Linked DNA regions of Mus musculus: region 1 is linked to region 2. Evidence: chromatin contacts called from public Hi-C data. All regions are on one chromosome and are shown on one strand. Each heading gives the region's core, a stretch centred on a gene start, on an enhancer-like site or on the middle of the called end of the contact. The rest is flanking DNA. Distances are from core to core; before and after follow the strand shown. Region 1 holds the start of Plaur (plasminogen activator, urokinase receptor). Region 2 holds the start of Inafm1 (InaF motif containing 1).

Region 1 (6,807 bases), core at 121-2,620, 8.2 Mb after region 2:
TGGAGCCCCTGCCTAGCCTCCCCCAGTGAGGGGTTGGGGTGTGGCTCAGTGGTAGAGCCTCTGCCTAGCCTCCCCCAGTGAGGGGCTGGAGGCGTGGCTCAGTGGTAGAGCCCCTGCCTAGAATCCCCCAATGAGGGGCTGGGGGCATGGCTCAGTGGTAGAGCCCCTGCCTAGAATCCCCCAGTGAGGGGCTGGGGGCGTGGCTCAGTGGTAGAGCCCCTGCCTAGAATCCCCCAGGGAGGGGCTGGGGGCGTGGCACAGTGGTAGAGCCTCTGCCTAGCCTCCCCCAGTGAGGGGCTGGGGGCGTGGCTCAGTGGTAGACTCCTTGTCAATCCTGCAGGAGACCTTGGGTTCCGTGTTTCCCAGCTCAGGCTTCAGTGACTCGGTACTCACAGCAGTGACATCACTACTGTACGGGTGCTACTCATTGCTCTCTGCTCTCTCTGGTTCCCACTCATCAGCCACACTGAGCCGCTCTGAGTGATTCTTTGCCCTCAGGGCTTTTGCGATGACTCTTTCCTCTCCCTCAAAGGCTTTCTGTAGGAATCCACTAGACTTCTTGCACACCTTTCCTGGCTGCCCTCCGCATCACCCTCCCAAAGCAATTAAGCCATTTACCTCTCTCCCTACAGTTTGTTCCTCTTTCAACTTGTTTTTCCCCTGGTTTCCGACTGATGGGAGAGATTAGATAACTAATGTATCCTCCCCATCGTAATGGCAGAGGGTGGCGTCCTTGTGTTTCCTGCTGTGTTCCAGTTCCTGGAACAGTGCCCAGTACCCAGGAGGTCCTTGGTCAGGAGCTGAAGGAATTTTGCCCTCTAGTTTGGCAAGTTAGTGTTCCACATGATTTCCCTACATGGAATTGTACCGCCTCGGCCAAGGATGGTAGCGTGCCCATGATCCAGACTCGGGGGAGACTGAGGCAGGAGGTTCCTGAGTTCAAGGCTGGTCTTCATAGCAAGACTCTCTCTGGAGAAACTCAAATAAAACAAACTTTGAAAACATAAACTCTGATTGGTAAGAAATAGCCAAGGCTAGAGAGGATTCTAACCCTTGCTATTTGGTTGTCTTCCTTTCTCCATCATAGTCTCTCTCTCTCTCTCTCTCTCTCTCTCTCTCCCTCATCCCTCCTTCTCCCTCCCTCTCTCCCTCCGTTCCTCCCTCCCTCTTTCCCTCCCTCCTTTTTTGAGACTGCATCTTACTATGTATGGAAGGGGCAGAGTTTCTTGAACTATGGAAGAGGAAGGGCTGGGGGGGGGGGGCGGGGGCGGGGCGGGGGGAGGCGAGGCAACCCCTGGAGCTGACTCACTCTTTAGCAAACAGTGGGAGGAGCCCTAGGGTCACAAAACTGTCTTCTTCCCCTCGGTCAGTCTAGAGCAGAGGTGAAGGAAGAACCCATGGGACTCCCAAGGCGGCTGCTGCTGCTGCTGTTGCTGGCGACTACCTGTGTCCCAGGTAAGAGCTGCGTGGTGGCACCGGGCGTGAGCTAGAGGAGGATGGCCCAGCGCTCCACCCTTCTATCCAGCTATTCTCCGGGTGTGTTCTCAGGCTCCACGTGGCACAGTCAGACTCCCGCAGGCATTCATTTAGTAAACGCTGATCCCTGGTGCACAGTGCCTGGCACACTGGAGGACGCGGAGGAACAGAGAGGTTAAGAAGCTGGTCCAAAGCCTCACAGCTAGGGGTTGAATGATAACTGGACATGTGACCTCACAGCCACTCCCCACAGTGTTTTGGTCTGTGTGGGGATCCCACTTTGGGACAAGACAGGGGCTCAGGGGTCTACATCTCAAAGGTCCACAGAGTTCAGCGGGAGCCCAGGGCCTGTCCCTCGAATACACTTGTCTTTTACTATGTTATGTCCTCAGCCTTCTTCCTCCAGGAAATGCGGGGGAAATGGTGTTGAGAAAGTAGAGGGAAATGGGGAAGGAATTGAGTCAGGGTTTGGCACGGTGAATAACTCGGAAAGCCCTCTCTAGTCCGCGGGAGACCGGAGATGATTAATGGGGTGGGAAAAGATCTCTGGCGGGGCCTGGGTGGTCTGGGAGCTAGAGGGGGGAGGGGTGGGGGTGCAAAGGGGAGGGGCTCTTGTTGAAGAAAGGATATCTGGCACAAAGGGACCGGCTCTAAATTGCAGACCGGATCTCGGGGCTCAGACAGGACAGTTCTTACTGTGAAATCCAACCCCGGGAGGAGGGGACCCTGGAGTGGGGCTGCCACCTGGGGTCAAAACTGGCTGTGTGGTTCAGGACAGTTACTTAGCCTTTCTGTTCCTGGAACTTGTCTGGGAAATGGGGGCCAGACTAAGGCTAGGCTGGTGCAAAAGTTCTGATTAGAAACTGGGCAGTCGGGGGCTGGAGAGATGGCTCAGTGGTTAAGAGCACGGACTGCTTTTCCGAAGGTCCTTAGTTCAAATCCCAGCAACCACATGGTGGGTCACAACCATCTATAATGAGATCTGACGCCCTCTTCTGGTGCATCTGAAGACAGCTACAGTGTACTTACACATAATAATAAATAAATCTTTAAAAAAAAAACGAAAAAAAAAACTGGGCAGTCTGAGGCGGGGGGCTATAACATTGGCGAGACGTGGCCTAGGTGAAGACCTGCAGGAGGGACTTCGGTCCTGGGGTGGGACAAACGTTTGGGGGCTGAGGTGGGTCTTTGAAAGTGGTTCTCAACCTTCCGAATGCTATGATCCTTTAATACAACTCCTCACAGTTTGGTGACCTCCGACCATAAAATTATTTTTGTTGCTACTTCATAACTGTAATTTTGCAACTGTTAGAAATCTTCATGTAAATATCTGATGGGCAGAATATCGGATATATGACCCCTCCTGAGGGTGAGAACAGCTGGGCTGTGTGCTGTTAAGCCCCGGCAGGGCTAGTCTACCAAGAACAGAGTAGAGTGTGATGGGAAAATAGCCTTAATTCCAAGGCAGGTGGATTTCTGACTTTAAGGCCAGCCTGGTTTACATAAATAGTGACCAGCCATAAATAGTGAAAACATTTCAGAAATATTTAATAAAATAATATAAAGGTAGGAAGAGAATTTAGGGAAGGAGCCAGAGTATGGGAACTAGCGTCTAGAAGGAAGCATTAAGCATGGTTAAGGAAGCCAGGGGCAGGGCTAGAATATTGGGCAGAACTGGAGACTCTGAGACAGGCAGGAGCTACGGGCTGGGACTAGAACCTAGGAGAGTGTCGGGGAAGGGGGAGAGAATGTTTTTGGAGGTAAGCTCAGTTGATTATCTTGGAGGGCTACTGGGCAGGGTTAGAGCTTCAGGAGGAAAGATTCATGTCTTGGAGAGAATCCTGAGGAGTAGCTAAGGAAGAGGATGGAATGGGTGGACAAGGGATAAAGATCCAATGTCCAGAGCTGACCAAGTAGAGAGGACACAGGACCTAAATGGGACCCAGGGTAGAAAGTCCTTTCAAGAACTAGAAAGAAGGTGTTGGGGATTTAGCTCAGTGGTAGAGGGTTTGCCTAGCAAGCGCAAGGCCCTGGGTTTGGTCCTCAGCTCTGGAAAAAAAAAAAGACAAAAAGAACTAGAAAGAAGAAGAGTTAGAGGTTGGGAGATGGGGCGGGGGGGGGGGGGTCGCATGCCTTTGATTCAAGCATTAGGGAGACAGAAGTGGGTGGATTTCTGTGAGTTCAAGGCCTCCATCCTGGTCTACAGAGCAAGTTTCAGGAAAGTCAGGGTAACACAGAGAAACCTTGTCTTGGAAAAAAAGGAAGGAAGGGGGCAAAAGTGCAGAGTTAGAATGAATGGCAGGTGATGCCTGTCTGTAATCCTCACACACAGGAGGATGAGGCAGGAGGATTGCTGTGAGTTTGAGGTCAGCTTGGACTATATAGATCTTAGAGAGAGGGAGTGGACCATGGGCAATCAGGGCACAATGCATGCATCCAAGGGGAACAGGCCTAGATCAGTTTCACACCATGGTGGGGTGGGAGGCAGACCCTGGCCATCACCTCTGACTCCTCTCCTCTCCTCTCCTCTCCTCTCGCCCAGCCTCCCAGGGCCTGCAGTGCATGCAGTGTGAGAGTAACCAGAGCTGCCTGGTAGAGGAGTGTGCTCTGGGCCAGGACCTCTGCAGGACTACCGTGCTTCGGGAATGGCAAGGTGAGGCTGACCACCCCCCCAACAACCGATAGCAAACAATAGGCCAGGAAACCATCTCTCTCCAGATTGTAAAGATATACAAAAGTTTAAACGTCTAACAAGGGTGGAGAGGCAGCCCGGCATTTAAGACCAGCCGCTCTTCTCTTCCAGAGGCCTGGAGTTCAGTTCAGGTAGCCAGCCAGATGGGGTGACTCACAACCACCCATGACCCCCAGCTCCGGAAGGAGAGCCAAGGCTCTCACACACCCACAGATGCATAACTAAACACCTGTTGATCTTGTAAAGGACCGAGATTCATTCACAGCATCCACCTGGTGGCTCACCTGCTCCTCGGGCAGCAAGCATGGGTGTGGTACATAGATGTACATGCAGGCAAAACTCTCGTGCACACAAAGTAATAAACCCAAGAGAATTGTTTACAGTGTTGGTGCAACCCTGGCGATGGGGATAAATTGGCTGTGTGCAACTCAGATAAATATTTTTTGCTTTGTTTTTGGGATTGGCGGTGGTGGGGTGGTGTTTAGTTTGGTGGTTGTTGCTTGGTCTTGAGTTTTTATTTTGTTTTGTTGTAAGACAGGGTCTCACATAGCTCAAGCTAGCCTTAAACCTGTACTGTAGCCAGTGATGACCTTGAACATGTGGTCCTCCTGCCTGAAACTCCTAAGGTAGAGATCATAGATGTCACCACCACGCCTGAACTGGGATGTCTGAGTTCAAGGCCAGCCTGATCTACAAAGTGAGTTCCAGGACAGCCAGGGCTATACAGAGAGACCTAGTCATGAAAAAACCAAAACCAAACAAACAGATAAACAAACAAACAAACAAAAACAAGAAAAGCAAACAGGGCTAGAGAAACCGCTGAGCAGGCTAATGCACTTGCCACCAAGCCCCATAACCTGAGTTTGACCTCCTGGAAGGAGAACACTGACTTTGAAAATGTCCTCTGACCTCCACAAGAGCACACAAGCACACACGTGCACACACAGACACAAATATGTACACACATGCACATATACACATACATAAACATACACACACAAAATAAATAAAGTTAAAATAAAAGCTGGACACATTGGTACACACCTGGAACTCTATTACTAGGGAGATTGAGGCAGGATCCCGACCGGACCAGGCTATGTAGCAAGATCCTATCCCAAAAAAGTCTAATTAATTAATCAGTGTATTTGTTTTACTTTTTTTTTCCCATTAAATGCACCTCCCCTCTGGTTTCATTCACCTTGGGATAGATCCTGAAAATCCACGTGACGTGTACAGGGGAAGGGAGGATCATTCTAGAAGATAACAGAGTGGGCTCAAGCAAGAAGAAAGGCTCACAAGGGTTGGCCCTGGAGATGAGTGACTCTGCGGCCAGGAGTGTCATGGGCTGGCTGGACCTTGGAGCTTCTGAGGGACTAAAGCTGTTTTCCTCACAGATGATAGAGAGCTGGAGGTGGTGACAAGAGGCTGTGCCCACAGCGAAAAGACCAACAGGACCATGAGTTACCGCATGGGCTCCATGATCATCAGCCTGACAGAGACCGTGTGCGCCACAAACCTCTGCAACAGGCCCAGACCCGGTGAGTCGGGCGTCCTTGCCACCCCTAGCCAAAGCCCATCACCACCCCAATTCTATCCCCAGACCTGCATTACCCCAGTCTGTTCCTCACCCCGGCCCGAATCCATCTATAGCCCTACCCAAATTTCACACCTGCCCCCATCAGTGTCCCAAGACATCTCCCTCCCCCATGTCGAAATAGCCGGACACCCAGTGGTTTTGTTGGGTTGAAATGATATAGCTAGCCCAGGCTGGCTAGAAAAGAAGAACTTCCTGCCTCAGCTTCCTGAGTACTGAAACTGGGGGTGTGACTCAGTGCTGGAGCCCCTGCATGTGTGACATCTTAGTTTTCTTCCCCAACACCCTTTTTGAAAATGAGGATTTCTGACTCGGAAAGCATGGTGAGCGTGTGGAGAGAAAGGAGAAGCTTCCATGAACCTTTTGCCTGAGCATCGTGGCTTTAGGCTGCGGTCAGTAGTCGGGAGACGGAAGGGGAGGAAGGAACTCCACTCCTTGTGTTTTTTTTCTTCACTGTCTGGTCCTGGATGGACATTGATTATGGGACAGTCCTGGGGTCCTCATGAGGGAAGGGACGGCCTTTCTGCCTGCTTTATCTTCTTCCTCTGCCGTACCTACTGACTGTCCTAAACTCACTCTGTAGACCAAGCTAGCCTCAAACTCACAGGTCCCGTGCCTCCACCTCGAGTGCAGAGATTAAAGGTGTATGTCACCACGCCTGGCTTATTTGTTTCTTAGATAACCCTCTCTGGCATTGACCTTCCCATATCCCTATGGAATACCTTGAATGCCCGGTTCTCTGTCACCACCTCCTGAGTGCTGGGATCCCAGCCATGGGCTCCCTCGGTGTTGGAGAGAGAACCCGGAGCTCTGTGCATGCGAGGCAAATACTCCACCAACTGAGCCACATCCCTAGACCCTCTTCCCTAATTTTTATATCCCCCTCCCACTTCTGTTTTTGACAAATGATTCTGCCCTTAGCAGGGAGGACTGATGAGAGGGGAGCTAGAGTGGAGAAATGGACATGGGTGGATAATGTAGCCTGCACCCAGACAGGGGTGTTCACTGAGCTGGGATAGAATTGTCTTGATGGATGGATTACCTT
Region 2 (6,950 bases), core at 652-3,151:
TAGCAGAGGGACACAAAAAAGGTTGAGGGGCCAAGGGGCTGGAGGAAAAACCAGGAAGCAGAAGGGAGGCCAAAAAGGACAGGCAAGAGGACCCCTCCCCCCAACTCACTGCTTGGTGGTGTGCAGTCTTTGAGCTGACAGGCTATGCCCAGGGATACAGGCTGTGACTCTCTGAAAGGGCTGAAGGACAAAGTGGAGACAGAGCAGAAACCAACGCTGTTCTCAGGTTTCGATCACTAGTTTAATTCTGAGCAACAATGTGTTGTCTTCCTTTTACAAGACCAGAGAGATTTAAGTACATTGCTGTACATCATCCCGTGGGGGATGCTGGTAGGACAGAAGGGAACCAGCAGGACAGGTAACACTCCCATCTGACAAGAGGCCTCAGGTTCCTGATGCTGTCCAGCCTAGGGGGAAGGCAGGCCATAAAGGAAACCCCTTCTTGCAGCTGGCCAGCAGAGTATATCCCAGGCCTGCCTACGGCCAAGCCACAGTCATGGGTAAGGGAAAATGGACTCAATCGCATGACTTCTTTATCAGAAGCTACACCAGTCTCAACATGGCACCAACAGCAATGCAGACCAGTTTTGGTTTGGTTCAGCTATATGCTCCACACTTCCAAAGCAGCAAATGTCACCACCCAAACCAGGACAAGCTAGCTTACGGGTGACATCCTCTACCCCTGCCATTGCAAACTATACCAACTGCAGTTTCCAGCACGCACCACTGTCTCCGAAGCTATACGAGATGACACCCCGAAAACTGGTAAGGCCTTTACAGTATCTGACCTTCAATGGCCCCGAAAACTGGCAAGCCGCTTCTCCCCATTCCAACCCAAAAATTACATGTGAGCAATGAGAGAGGAAAGCCTTTAAGGCCGCGCGGCCACGGAGCTAGAAGGGACCAGCGGCCGAGGCCAACGACCACAGACCAGGTAAGCCAGCTGAGGCTGGAGTTTATTGCCGATGAGCGCTGAGTCCCGGGAAGGAGCAAGGTGGAATAAGGTCGGGCAGGATCAGGACCGCGGCAAGGAGAGAGGCGGCGCCGCGCAGGCGAGGCCCGGTGGTGCAGATAGACAGACGCAGGCCACGGTGGGGGCGGGCCAGACTATCCAGGCGCTCGGCGCGCGGTCTCCCGCGTCGCTCCCGGAGCTGGGCGGCGACTGTGGCGGCGACTCCGTGGCAGTCCTGGCTGCGGTCGTGGCCCGCCGGAGGCCCCAAGCAAACAGGATGCGGGTGCGGCCGGAGGCGGGGCGGGCGGTGCTGCTCGAGCACACGGAGCGGCCGCAGCGCTGGGCAGGGGGTCGGCGGGGCCCGCAGGCGGCCGCGTGGGAACCCAGATGAGCCCGTAGTACACAGCAAGCAGCACAGCGGCCAAGGACACACACAGGAAGTAGGCGCAGACAGGGGCGAGCCGCAGCCATCGGCCACGGGGACCCTCGCTCAGCCCCGTACCACCCGGGCTCTCGCCACCACTGCCCACGCAGCTCGAGCCCCGCATCGCGCTGCCCACTCAGCCTGCACCGACCCCGCCCCCACCCCAGGACCGCCTCAAGCAAGCCACGCCCCTTCCAGGACCACGCCTTGTCAGACAGCACCCCCCCCCCAGCTCAGCTACATCCTAGACACGCCCCTACCGCCTCTGACCCACCACTATCAAGATTTCTTAGCTCTACCCCCTCAAGGCCACGCCCACTCGCTCTTCTCCCGCCCTAGCTGTCACATTTCCAACCGCCTATTCCTGTTTTCTACCTCAGCCCTCTCCGCGCTAATCGAACCCCTTCCTTCTTCGACCGACTGCAGCTCTGCACACTAGCATCCCTCTGCCCGCCGGAGCTAAGGTTCCTACTCTGTTGAAGCCGGAGGCCTACGGAGCTTCTGAACGCTAGCCCCGCCCACCGAGCCCCGGCCCCGGCCCTCCCAGTCTCACATCCCTGGACTACTACGAGAGTTCCGAGACCCAGTTCCCTCCATCACCCCTGCTGGCCCCTTCCCCAGCAACTCCGCACCAGCGTAAACTTCTGTTCCCTAGAGGCGAGGGATCCAGGGTGGACTGCAGGGAGGAGAGCAGCCAGCCTGGGAGCCAGGCAAACCTGCGCTGCCGCCCCTCCCAGCAGCATCTTCAGGACTGCGAGACGGCCTGCGGGGTGGGAGGAGAGAGGTGTGAGGATGAGAGGAGCACTCTCGTCCCGCCTCTTCCGCCAGCCAAGCACAGCAGCCTAGCCTGATCAGCTAGCAGCACAGTTCAAAGGTTGGCGGTAGCACGCGTTTAATTCAATCCCTAGCTGCAGGTTCCTGCACACCCAGGCCTCACAGGGACTGACTCCGAGGGTTCGACCAGACGAGTGCGGTCGGACTGGCACCACTGGGTCCTCAGCGAATTTAGAAGACTCCCCTCGGGCCGGGCTCGTTGCTAACCTGCTTCCTCCCCCACTAAGTTTAACCCTGGCCTGGACGGAGTGTAGCAGAAGCAGAGGAGCTGAAGGTTAGTACAGAGCGAGGCACCCTGGTCTGCTGGCGCTGTCAGCGGGCAGCCCCCGGCGGCGGAGCAGCCGCCACCACCTTGCAGAAACGCACCCTCTGGAAGTCTGTGATCTCCGCCGTCTCCTGGCCCTCGGGGCCCACCTCTAAGGAGACAAAAAGCGGTAAATGGAGGACCAGCCTGCCCGACCCACCCTATCCCGCACCTCAGTCAAACCCACCTACAACTTGGCCTCCAGCTTACTCGACCCTCAGGAGGCCCCTGAAGCAGGAGCCCCTCCAATCTAACCCTGTTGACTACTGGGAAGTGCTAGTGTAATGAGCTCATCCACTCCTCCCAGGACCCCAAACTATCCTGTTTGGCCTGGCCCCTTTCCGAAGATGTCCTTGGCTTCCACTCTCACTATTCCTTTGACAGCCTTTCCTGGCCTCTGCTCCACATCTTATTCTACTGCAGGGGAACTAAAAGATGAACACAAGCAGTAACCTGGCTGATCACGTTAAAGTGACCAAGATCAGTCTCTTGCTTCTACTACGTGGGATCTAAAATCCCACTATGGTCTGACCCAAAACCGCTAACCCTGCCTTCAGATAAGTCTTAAGAGCCGGCTCATTCATTAGTTAAAGTCGTTCCTACCTTTAATTAACCATGTTTTACTTTTACAGGATCTCTAACCAAAATCCAGTTTCAAGCTCAAAATCCTATCGCGTCACCCTCTTACCTCTGGGAATATTCAGATTTCAAATCCCACTTTTAGCTCCTTCCCTGAGCCCAACTTCTTCCTTGCCCAGCGTTCAAAGTTATTCACAATTTCTATTGGCTGGGGCCTTAGGGCCCACCCTTTGCACCCCAAAGGCTTGACTCCAGGCCAAACCCAGCACAGCACCTGACTCAGCTCATGCCCTGTTCTAAGCCCTCACAGGACCCACTCCTTTTCTATCCCCAAGCCCTTCCCTCCCCAAGGAAGGCAAGCAGGCCACCCACCTCCACCAGCTTCATGCATCCCACCTGGAGATGCCTCAGGCCCCTCTTCTTCAGAAGACTTCGGGGTTCCTGCCAAGCTGGGCCCGCTCTCCAAGGAGGCAAGGGGTGGCTGGTCACCTCCTGGAGAAGGGGAGGCTCAGTCAAGCCCCTCCTTTTCCAAATGTCTCTCCATATGAGGGGAGCAAGGGGGTTCAAGGACACAGTGGGGTGGGTGTCATTTAAGGAAGTGAACTTTTTATTGGAGAGAGGCTCTGAACCAGCAAGAGCAGGCTTTGGGAACTGAGATAAGGGCAGGAAGCAGGCACCAACTGCCCTTCTCTGCCACGGGGGTTGAAGGAGGTGTGGGCACAGCCACACCCTTGTGCACACAAACACACACACAAGCAGCCAGTTTCAAGCATTCGCAAAAGGCCAGGCCTCACCCGAAGAGTGGGTACCAGGTAAGTGGGCAGTGCCGGGAGAATTCAGTTCCATCTCCTCACCCCAGTCAGACACAGGCTGGTGGTCCTCAGAGGGTGAGAAGGGGATGGGAGGTTCAACAGGGACTGGGGACAGCAACTCCTGGGACCCGGCAGGCACAGGGTCCACCTGCTCACAGGTGGGCTTCCCAGCAGGCTCAGCTTCAGGCTGGTGATCAGGAACAGTTGCTGCTTCCTGGTCCTTAGGACCCTCTTCATCCTCTTCAAACTCTTCTTCCTCTTCCTCCTCCTCCTCAGTAACATCTTCACTCACGTCCTCCCACTCTTCATCCTCCTCATCTTCCCCCTCTTCTTCTCCCTCCTCCTCTTCCCCCACATCTTCCTCACCATCTTCCTCGGGAGGCCGATGAGCTGGAGCTGGGGTCTCAGAAGCCTGCTGGGAACACAGGCAGATCAAGGAAGTGCTTGGGACCTGTCACCCACAAAGCCCCATGCACACGCCCTACCTCATACCTGCTCTGCCTTACCTGTGTGGGTGTCTCCTCCAGGGATATGGACTGAGAGGACTCGGGGGCCGAGGACACAGCTTCCTCTCTTGTCTCCCAGCGATTATCGTGGTCACTGGAGTGGACAGAGCAAAGGGGTGAGGGATGGGATGTACTTCTCTTCAGAGAACATCTGGCATGTTGCACTGAGGGCAAAGGGGGCAGGAGACACAGAGCCAAGACAGAGCACTGTACCCTCAAACTGAAGCCAGACAAGACTGCACACACCCAAGCATGCTGAGGAGGGGAATGTCCCAAGGGAGGGGCACCCCACCTATAGGCACGAGGGGCCACCTTGGCCTGAGGTCGGCTGTTCTTTCTCCTTCTGCGGCTGCTGACTTCAGCTTTGTGCTGAGAAAGGAACTCTCCAAAAGTGGGAGGCTTAGGTGGTCTTGCCCAAGCTTGGTCATCTACAACAGAACCCAGATCCAAGGATTTAGGGAAGAAGGACACAGCACATGCCACATTCAAACCCCACTGCCTAACCCTTTCCAAGATAACACTCACCATAGCGGTGGGACAGTTCATGGGTAGGGGCTGGGCCATCCTTGAACCTAGGAAAAGAGAACAGAGCCAGCAATAGCTGAGGGAACTAAGGAAAGGCAGAAGGAGAAAGCAGGGCAGAGGCAGGACCAGAACAAACCAAAGCAGCTTCAAAGGGGCTAAGGGCTAGACTGATGAGGGTAGAATGATGGATGATGGCAAATCAAGCTTCCTAATGACAAAGCCAGCACAGAAACAGAACGTGGCCTCTGAAACAAAAATGTAGAGGCTGGAAAGATGGATCACTTCCTTACTGACCTCTGCACCTTGTGTGTCTAGCACGCCAAGATAGGCAGCTCTCCTAGGGTTGCTGCCCTCAGCCTGCATCCCAGAATGAACACACTCCATGCATTTTCAAAACAGAGGGGAAACATAACACAGGGCCGGGCTTGGGACCCTAGCGTTTCAGAGGTGAAGGCAGGAGAATTCAGGTTCAGGCTATCCTTGAGGCCTTGTAAACAATAAAGAGTATCACTCTGCCACCACCAATCTCCAGGGAAGCAGGCTGAGTGAACCCAGGGAAGACAGCCACTCGGGGTCAGCAGCTGTAGGTTTTCCTCATCCCTTGCCCTGTGCTGGCTGGACCTTGTGGAACATCTGTGGAGCTCATCGTACAGGGAGGTACAGAGCCTGGGAGACCTAGAGTCTTGTGCTAACCTGGGTCAGTACAACCCAGCAGGCATGTAAGCACATGACAAAACTTTCCTTATACAAGCTGGGCATCTGTGAGGCCAAGGCTGGAAGATATTGAATTCTGTGCCCACCTGAGCTGCACAGACTATAATCACAGCACTTAAGCTGAGGTAGTGGGCTAGCAAAACAGCTCAACAGGTAAAGGTGACTGCCACGAATCCCCAGACCTATACCGTAGAACTTTCCCCTATGAGCTGTCTTCTGTGCTTTCTTGCCCTCTCAATAAATAAAAACACACAAGCCAATTGGAAGGGCATGGCAGTGCATGGCTTTAATCCCAGCCAGGCAGATCTCTCTGAGTTCCAGAATAGCCAGGGATACACAGAAAAGCAAAACAAGTTACATGAAATATAATAAAAAAGAGGCTGAGGCAGGAAGACTGAAAGATCAAAGCCAGCCAAGTAAACATACTGCCTCAAAAAGTAAAAAGGTAAAAGGACAGAAGACCTGGCTCAGCTAACTCTGGCTGCTCTTCCAGAGGACGCAGTTTCATCTCCCAGTGCCTACACAGTAGTTCACAACCCTCTAACTCCAGTTTCAGGGGATCTGATGATGTCTTGCAACCTCCATGGGCACCAGGCATGCACATAGTGCACAAACATAAATGCAGACAAAACACTCAAACATATAAATGTATGGAGAATGGGAGCTATAGAGATGGCTCAGTAGTAGAGCACCTGTCTAGAATTCCCACAGTGAGGTTCTGGGAGCCTAGCTTAGCACTGCAGCACTTTCAGCATGCCAGAGGCCATAGGTTCAAGCCCCAGTAACAAAAGGAGAAAAGGAAAGGCAGGCTTCCACACACCACTGAGCCATGGCCAGCTGTAGCAAACATCACCAATACCCATGAGGAGGAGAAAGTGGCTGGAAGCAGCACCCAGCAGGAAGAAGACTGACTCACATGCCATCGGTCTTCTCGGCATCCCACTCCCGCCGCCACTGCCCGGTGGGCTTGCGGTGTCGCTGCAGACGTTCCTGGTCGATCTTCTCCCTCTCCTGCTTCCAGCGCAGGTACTCTGACCTCTCCCGGCCCGTCATGGACATCGTCATGTCGCCCCCACTGCCCAGGCCAGCCCTGCGGCCCTGCCAGCACCACAGCCAATCAGTCTCCAGCTCTTCTCCATGCTCTGCCCCCACCCCACCCCCATGCAGAACAAGGGCAGACAAGCAACAAGTGTCTGGCTGAAGTGGCCTCAGAATGGAGCTCTTAAATTTTTGGTTTTAGACAGGATCTCATATAGCCCAGGGTGGCTGCCTCAAACTCACTATAGAGCTAAAGAGGATG

What was found. A called contact is a pair of places that touch in the nucleus more often than the background predicts.
Region 1: a contact with region 2 is called in a Hi-C map of the P5424 cell line, with 22 times the contacts expected there. The contact joins the promoter of Plaur here to the promoter of Inafm1 in region 2. A contact is called at or near these places in 1 of 39 promoter capture datasets (embryonic stem cells), 28 of 484 Hi-C or Micro-C datasets (the 63-12 cell line, 8-cell embryo, B cells and 14 more), 8 of 115 datasets of contacts at active chromatin or transcription factors (astrocytes, embryonic stem cells and epiblast stem cells) and 1 of 9 other capture datasets (embryonic stem cells).

What each region holds. Positions count from the first base shown.
Region 1 is chr7:24,461,113-24,467,919 of GRCm38.p6, forward strand. Plaur (plasminogen activator, urokinase receptor) reads left to right here and starts at 1,371. Exons shown (of 7, transcript NM_011113.4): 1 at 1,371-1,455; 2 at 4,019-4,129; 3 at 5,563-5,706. The coding sequence starts at 1,398.
Region 2 is chr7:16,271,791-16,278,740 of GRCm38.p6, forward strand. It overlaps Inafm1 (InaF motif containing 1), which reads right to left and starts at 1,902. Exons shown (of 1, transcript NM_001136270.1): 1 at 223-1,902. The coding sequence starts at 1,500. The coding sequence ends at 1,108. Ccdc9 (coiled-coil domain containing 9) reads right to left here. Exons shown (of 14, transcript NM_001382411.1): 8 at 6,567-6,748; 9 at 4,937-4,983; 10 at 4,704-4,839; 11 at 4,412-4,505; 12 at 3,948-4,320; 13 at 3,466-3,585; 14 at 2,252-2,626. The coding sequence ends at 2,523.